2 separate regions of the Ovis aries genome follow, and region 2 is linked to region 1. A link is a contact called in public Hi-C data. All regions are on one chromosome and are shown on one strand. Each heading gives the region's core, a stretch centred on a gene start, on an enhancer-like site or on the middle of the called end of the contact. The rest is flanking DNA. Distances are from core to core; before and after follow the strand shown.

The links. A called contact is a pair of places that touch in the nucleus more often than the background predicts.
Region 2: a contact with region 1 is called in a Hi-C map of blood, with 2.6 times the contacts expected there. The contact joins two enhancer-like sites. A contact is called at or near these places in 13 of 16 Hi-C or Micro-C datasets (blood, hypothalamus, liver and 7 more).

Annotation. Positions count from the first base shown.
Region 1 is chr25:28,996,356-28,999,616 of ARS-UI_Ramb_v3.0, forward strand. No RefSeq gene overlaps it. Among named protein-coding and RNA genes, the nearest start is that of PLAU, 15 kb to the right of the region's middle. Within about 2 kb of position 1,431, at least 8 of the 54 cell types and tissues checked have an H3K27ac peak or open chromatin away from gene starts, as enhancers often do.
Region 2 is chr25:29,044,139-29,047,726 of ARS-UI_Ramb_v3.0, forward strand. No RefSeq gene overlaps it. Among named protein-coding and RNA genes, the nearest start is that of PLAU, 33 kb to the left of the region's middle. Within about 2 kb of position 2,138, at least 12 of the 54 cell types and tissues checked have an H3K27ac peak or open chromatin away from gene starts, as enhancers often do.

The DNA.
Region 1 (3,261 bases), core at 181-2,680:
TCTGTTTCTCTGTGTCTTATTCTCAGTGCCTTGTCGATCCCTGAGTCCTAAGGTCCCCCTTTTTTGCAATTATTTTTTTGTAAAATACACATAATGTAAAGTTTTCCATTTTTCACCACTTTTTACATCTCAGTGGTACTAAATACATTCAGTTTGTTGTGAAACCAACTGTTCATTTCCAGAACTTTTCCCATCATTTGAAACAGAAACTCTGTATCCATTAAACAATATTTCCTCCAAACACCTGCTAACCTCTGTTTTTTCTGTCTGTATGAATTTGCCTATTCTATATACTTCTTAGAAGTGGAGTCATACAATATATAGCCTTTTGTGTCTTGCTTATCTCACTAAAGAATGTTGTCAAAGTTCATGCATATCATCCCATGTGTCAGAATTTCATTCATTTTTAAGGCTAAAAAATATTCCATTGCATGCCTATGCCACCTTTGGTTTATTCCTTCAATGTCAATGCACAGTTGGGTTGCTTCATCTTTTGACTACCGTGAATAATACCACCATGAACATGAACTATGAACTATGCTCAGTCGCTCAGTCATGTCTGACTCTATGTGAGTCCATGGACTGTAGCCCACCAGGCTCCTGTGTCTATGGGATTTTCCAGGTAAGAATACTGGAATGGGTTGCCATTTCCTTCTCCAGGGGATCTTCCGCACCCAGGGATCCAGCCTGGGTCTCCTACATTGCAGGTGGATTCTTTACCATCTAAGCCACCAGGGAAGTCCATGAACGTGGCTCAGCAAGTATTCTGTTTCAGTCCTTGCTTTCAATTCTTTTGGGTATATACCTAGGAGTAGAATTGCTCGATCATATGTTAATTCTATATTTAATTTTTTGAGGACTTGCCAAACTGTTTTCCACAGTGTCTGCATCATTTTACTTTCCTACCAGCAATGCACAAAGGTCCTAATTTTTTCCACATCCTCACCAACACTTGTCGTTTTCCACTATTTTGATAAAAACCATCCTAATGGATGTGAAGTGGTATGTGAGATCCCTTTGGACCACAGCACTCCACAAGTCCAAGTGTTCCAGATTCCCAAGGTCTGCTTTGCTCCCTGGGGCTCCCACGAGGCTCCCTGGCTCTGAGAATGGTCTTTCCAGCCAACACACTTCTTTCTTTCCATGCCCTCTGGCCTCTCTTCCGGGCTCTGACAAGACACTACCCTTGTCTCTGTCTTTTGCTTACGGAGAGTTGGACCCAGAAGTAGGACAGACTTTGGGAAGAATACAAATCAGATTTCTTTAAGCCCTACAATCTTCTGAGCTGCTTTTTCCATGTTAGCTTCCAGACCAGAGACGACTGCGCTGGCTCCACGCGACCGACTTTATGACTTTGACCTGCCACTGACCTCAGCGCTAGAACACCATCCAGCTGCCTCAAGCAAAACTGTTTACTGGTCTTACCAGGACCTAAGGGAATGACTTACATTCTAGCTACACCCTGGGGGCTAGCTAAATCAGGACTTCCCTGAGCCCCTTCCTTTGCTAAGGCTCATATTTGGTGCTTTAGGGCTTCAAGATAGATACTGGGTGTGGTGATTCACCTCCTCACGAGCCTCATGACTCCTTGAGGGGAACTTGGAGACCTGGAATTTTGGTCATGATTCCCTGTTCGTATTCCCAGAACCCAAACTCTCTGGGGCAACATTTGTTTATATTGTTTAATGCTTACATCCTCTCCATAGACTTCTGATGTCAAGGGCATGGGTGTGTCAAACCTGGCCCCCTGATCTCAGGCTTTGCTTCAGCCCAGACCTTACCCCTTCACTTAAATTCTTTTTCTTTCAGCCACTTCTTTCTTCCATGGAAGCAGGTGGAAAGGACATCCTTCTGCTTTCACAAAATAGGAAACAGAGGCCCGTGGAGGGAAGTGAGTCACCCAGGTTCAAAGGCGGATTCAGAACCTGAGATGGGAATGGAACTCCATTCTCTGACTCTGAAACCACAGCTCTCAGCACGGCAGTCAACTGCTTCCTTAAGAGGAAGCTCTCGGCTCATGCTTGGAGACACGGCCTTTGTACTTGACAGGTGCCTCTGGGATTGGACAGTGGGACTCTCTGCCCTCAGTTGAAACTATTATTGAAACTATTGTTCTGGCCTTCAAATATGGATTTCATGGTTCAGCCCTTTAAAGGAACCTTCTAAAGATCTTTATAAAGTAAAACATATGACCCTGCAAGTTTGGAAAAACAAAAGTCCCTAATGAATAGGAACAATGACAGCTATACAAGAGTCTGGGTCCCGTTTCCTCCTTGAATTCTCACTTCCCCTTGGTGTCCTTTTATTTCAGTTCTTACTCCCCTTCTTCACCCAACACTGGGGGTTTATCATTTCCCCATTCCCTCCAGCCCAACCCCAGACAAAATGCAAGTTACTTTCTTAACTTCATTTATTTTCATTGAGACCAGTGGGAATTTTCAGCTTTACTAAAAATCTTATACACATCCTTGTTCAAGAACTTACAGTGCTTTCCTGGAGTCTGTGTTATCAAGTATAGACTTCTATTTGGCTTTTAAGAGTTTTTATAATCTGACTTCACCTTACCTATCTGTACGTGGTTCTCACTGCTCTCCGATGTAAATGCTCCCTAATTGGGCAAGACTGATCACTGCTTATGTACACGTGTATACACATACATACACACACAGAGTTAAACACATACAAAGTGTACTCTCCATAATATATACAATGTTTATCTAAGCTCCTATCTTGCTTAGAACTTCTTTTTTCCTGTCTTCTGCCAATCCTAACATGACTAATCCTTTACGATTTGTTCAGGTCCAGGAAATCTCTAATTTCAGTGTCTCTGTTCTCTAAGTTTTTACTTCATTTATGGTCAGTGTACATAATGTTTAATTTAACAGTTTTTTTTTTTAAATTGTGGTTAAAACAAAACAAAACAAAACACACAACACAGGGACTTTCCTGGTAGTCCAGTGGCTAAGACTCCGTGCTCCCAATGCAAGGGGCTGGGATTTGATCCCTGGTCAGGGAACTAGATTTTACATGCTGTAACTGAGAGCTTGCATGTTGCAATTAAAGACCCTGCGTGCCACAACTAAAGATCCCATGTGCCACAACTAACTTTATTTGGCACAACCAAATAAATAAATAAATAATTTTTAAAAACACATAACATAAAATTTATCATCTTAATTCTTTTTGAGTGTACAGTTCAGTAGTGTTAAGTATATTTACTTTACTGTGCAACAGCTCTCTTGAACCTCTTCATGTTGCAAT
Region 2 (3,588 bases), core at 888-3,387, 48 kb after region 1:
TGACTTAACACACTGGCTGGGAGCCCACTCATCTTTCTACCTGTAAATTTCACATTCCTATAAAGTGGATCTTTATAGGAGGCTTGTAAAAGCTCAGAGGATGAAACAAAATATTGCCTTAGTTTCCAGGATATTTCATGATGGGTACTTGGTCTCCTGATCCTGCATATCTCTTGGTTTCTGATCTTTGTGTGCTAAATCGCTTCAGTTGTGTCTGACTCTGTGCAACCCCATGGACTGTAGCGCACCCAGGCTCCTCTGTTTATCCAAGCAAGAATACTGGAGTGGGTTGCCATTTCCTTCTCCAGGAGATCTTCCCAACCCAGGGATTGAACCCACATCTCTTGCGTCTCCTGCATTAGCAGGCGAGTTCTTTACCACTAGTACCACTTGGGAAGCCCCTTCTGACCTTTAGCTGAACTCTTAACTGTTTCCCTCCTGGTTCTTGTCTGACTCTGTGGTTTGACTTTTGACAGAGGTATCTGTCCTGTTAATTACTGGGCTTTCCAGCAGGCCTTATCTCTGTTCCAGGCCTATGTGAATCATCAAAGCCTTGCCTCTGTCTTCCCATTATAATTTTCCATCTTGCCCATAGTTGTAGTGCTGAGTGAGGTAAAATCATCCCCAGGGTCTAGGTTCTAAGAGCGCTCAGGAAGATCCACCTTTTCCTACATCTGAGAGTCCATTCGTAGAGAGTTAAGTTCTTCTAAACATCCTGTGTATATCAAAGCATCCACACAAAAATTCTGTATTAACTCATATTAAGTGGAAAAAAGAGTTTGTAGCCAAATAAGTTTAGGGAATGCTCTGTAGTCTTAGTCTCTTGTCTAAAACAAGGTTTCTCAGACTCCTTGATATATTATGTTCAGGATAAAGATCCAATAAGGGCATTTATACAGTTCACAATCCAGTACCCCAAACCCTTGGGATGAGATGTACTTGAAATTCCAAATTTTTGTGTGAATATATGATTTATCCCATAGCATCCCCAGCAGAGTGGGAGAGGCCCTGTAATCACATATTTCTGTAACAAAACATATGGATATTCACACTAAGTAGGTTAAATAAAGAATCTGAAAAGTTACACATCAATTTAGGTCAGGTTCTGTCCCTGAGTTATGAAAAACCATTTATTTTTCAGGACTTTTTTGACTTCAACATTATGGATAAAAGATTGTGAACCTGTATATGAAGCCCCCCACTCCAAACATATTTGACCACAGAATCCCCGTTTTCCGGGGGCATCCCACAGGAACAGGATCCGCAGACTCTGGAGGACACTCAAGCTATTGGTCTATATTGCAACCTTCCCAGGGGAGGGGACACACTGCGGTCTCACTGGGCACTCACATTAGTCTCATCATCTCTGGGGACAAGTGGATGAGATGGGGATTCTAATAACTGAATAAGGAGAAAGAGATTAAAAGACGAAGCTCCTACCAGACATAGCAGATCTGGGCAGATAGTCCTGGTGCTCAACCTTCAAGCCCTGGGTGGAAAACCCAGCATGAGGAAGAGCAGCGCTGTGAGACACAGGCTCGAGTTTGCCTCTTAGCACTGTCCACATTTTTCTCATTTCCTTAAAAAATTCGCTTTTTTTCTCTCCCTGATTGTTCTTTTCTACTGTAAGGAGTTATTGTTCTGAGTGTTGCTGAGGGAGAAAGGCAGGCCCAGGGCTGATGCTGGGTCCTTGGGAAGAAGGCTTCCCCTTGCTCTGGCATCATCATCCCAGCCCAGAGCTGAGGTGGGGGTGGGCGGAGTAGGCTGCACACCTAAGGCCAATGTCCCCTGGGTAAGGAGGAGGATGTTGGATTTCTGGAAGATTTCCAGGAAGACTTCCTGCTCTGACAAAAACAACACAAACACAGGAAAAGGCTTTGGGGCCTAAGGGGAGGGAATAGTGGACCAGAGTAGAGACTTTGGAATGGGACAGCCGATACAGAGGAGCCTTCCCCTCCTTAGCCAGCTATGTTCCTCCAGCCAACTGAGAGCATTTCTCCACTGAGGGTGAAGGTTGGGAGCTTGAGGAGGGAGACCAGTAACTCTTGAACCCTCCTCACTTTCCTCTTTTATCTACTCTGCACTTGGTGTAATATTTCGCTATGGCTTGGTCCATGGTGGTTGGAGGTGGAGAGGAGACAGTGAATCAGAGGGCCATTTAGCTAGGGCCTCACATTTATGAAGGGTCTCAAATACCGACCTTAAATGTGTGGGGTTGCATATCCAATGAGGAGCCTCATTCACCGAGATTAGCAGAAAGCACGCATCCCAAACTTGTCCCATTACCAGACCAACCACCTAGGCCAGAAAAAGTTCTTAAAACCTGAATAATGTCTGAATTTAGGTTACTAGTATAAATGTTAATTTCTTAGTTTTGATGAATGGACCTTTCTTCTTATTGTTGTTCAGTTGCTAAGTCATGTCCAACTCTTTATGACCCCATGAACTACAGCACTCCAGGCTTCCCAGTCCTTCACTATCTCCAGGAGTGCTGTAAACTATTATTATTTTCATATGGTTTGTCAATTGCACCACTGGCTTCCCTGGTGGCTCAGACAGTAAAGAATCTACCTGCAATGAGGAAGACCTGGGTTCGATCCCTGGGTTGGGAAGATCCCCTGGAGGAGGGCATGGCAACCCACTCCAGTATTCTTGCCTGGAGAATCCCCACGACAGAGGAGCCTGGTCGCAAAGAGTTGGACATGACTAAGCAGCTAAGCACATGCTACATCATATATTCGTATGTATGTGTGTGTGTGTGTGTGTGTCTGGGGGAGCCATAAGCTTTAATTTGCTAAGTATAAACATTTGAAATAGGTTACAATTTAGTAACTATTTTTTGGCAATTAAAAAACATATCAGGATCCATAAAAATGGAAGTAGTAAACATTTTAAAATAACAAAATGGAAACAGTCTGGTGCTTCTTCACCTTTGAGAAGGATAAGGGGAGCCCCAGGCAGGAGGCTCAGGGAGTCTTCCCAGCTGTGTGCTGGGATTCAGCTTCTAGCGGACAGGATATTCTGCCAGCTCCTGGGCCCTCCTTTCATGGCTCCTGCCAACTCTGGCTTCATCTGCATCACTCTAGCGGCCTCTGCTGGGCTGGGGGTGAAAGGCGACCGAGAATGGAGTGGCACTCAGAACCCTGGTTGGGAAGTTGGGTGGGATGCTCTGGTGGGCAGTGTGAGGACATTGGTGCTCATATTAAGAAGATAAGATCCAAAGACTTCAAGGCTGTTTATACCATGCTTTGTTGGAACAGACTGTTCTGTTAGCGGTGCTGAGGATGGGAGGCAAGTTTAGATAAGAAGGCAAGATGGCTGAGCCCAGGGAGAGAAATGCTCTGTTGCTGAGTGGGGATTCCTGACTCAGTTTCTCCTTTTCTGAGCCCTGGCTGCATATGGTGACCACAAAGGGCCTGGCCTCTCTGAAAAGGGCAGCCATTCTCCTCTATGCAGCAGGGTTGGGTCATGACCTCTTTGATTCAAAGAGAGAGAACAGGAAGTCCTCCAGAGGCCTCTGGCCACAGCTGAGTTCTCTGATGAAGCTTTTACTAAAGGACCTTGTTTTGAGGGCAAGCAGTAGCCTTA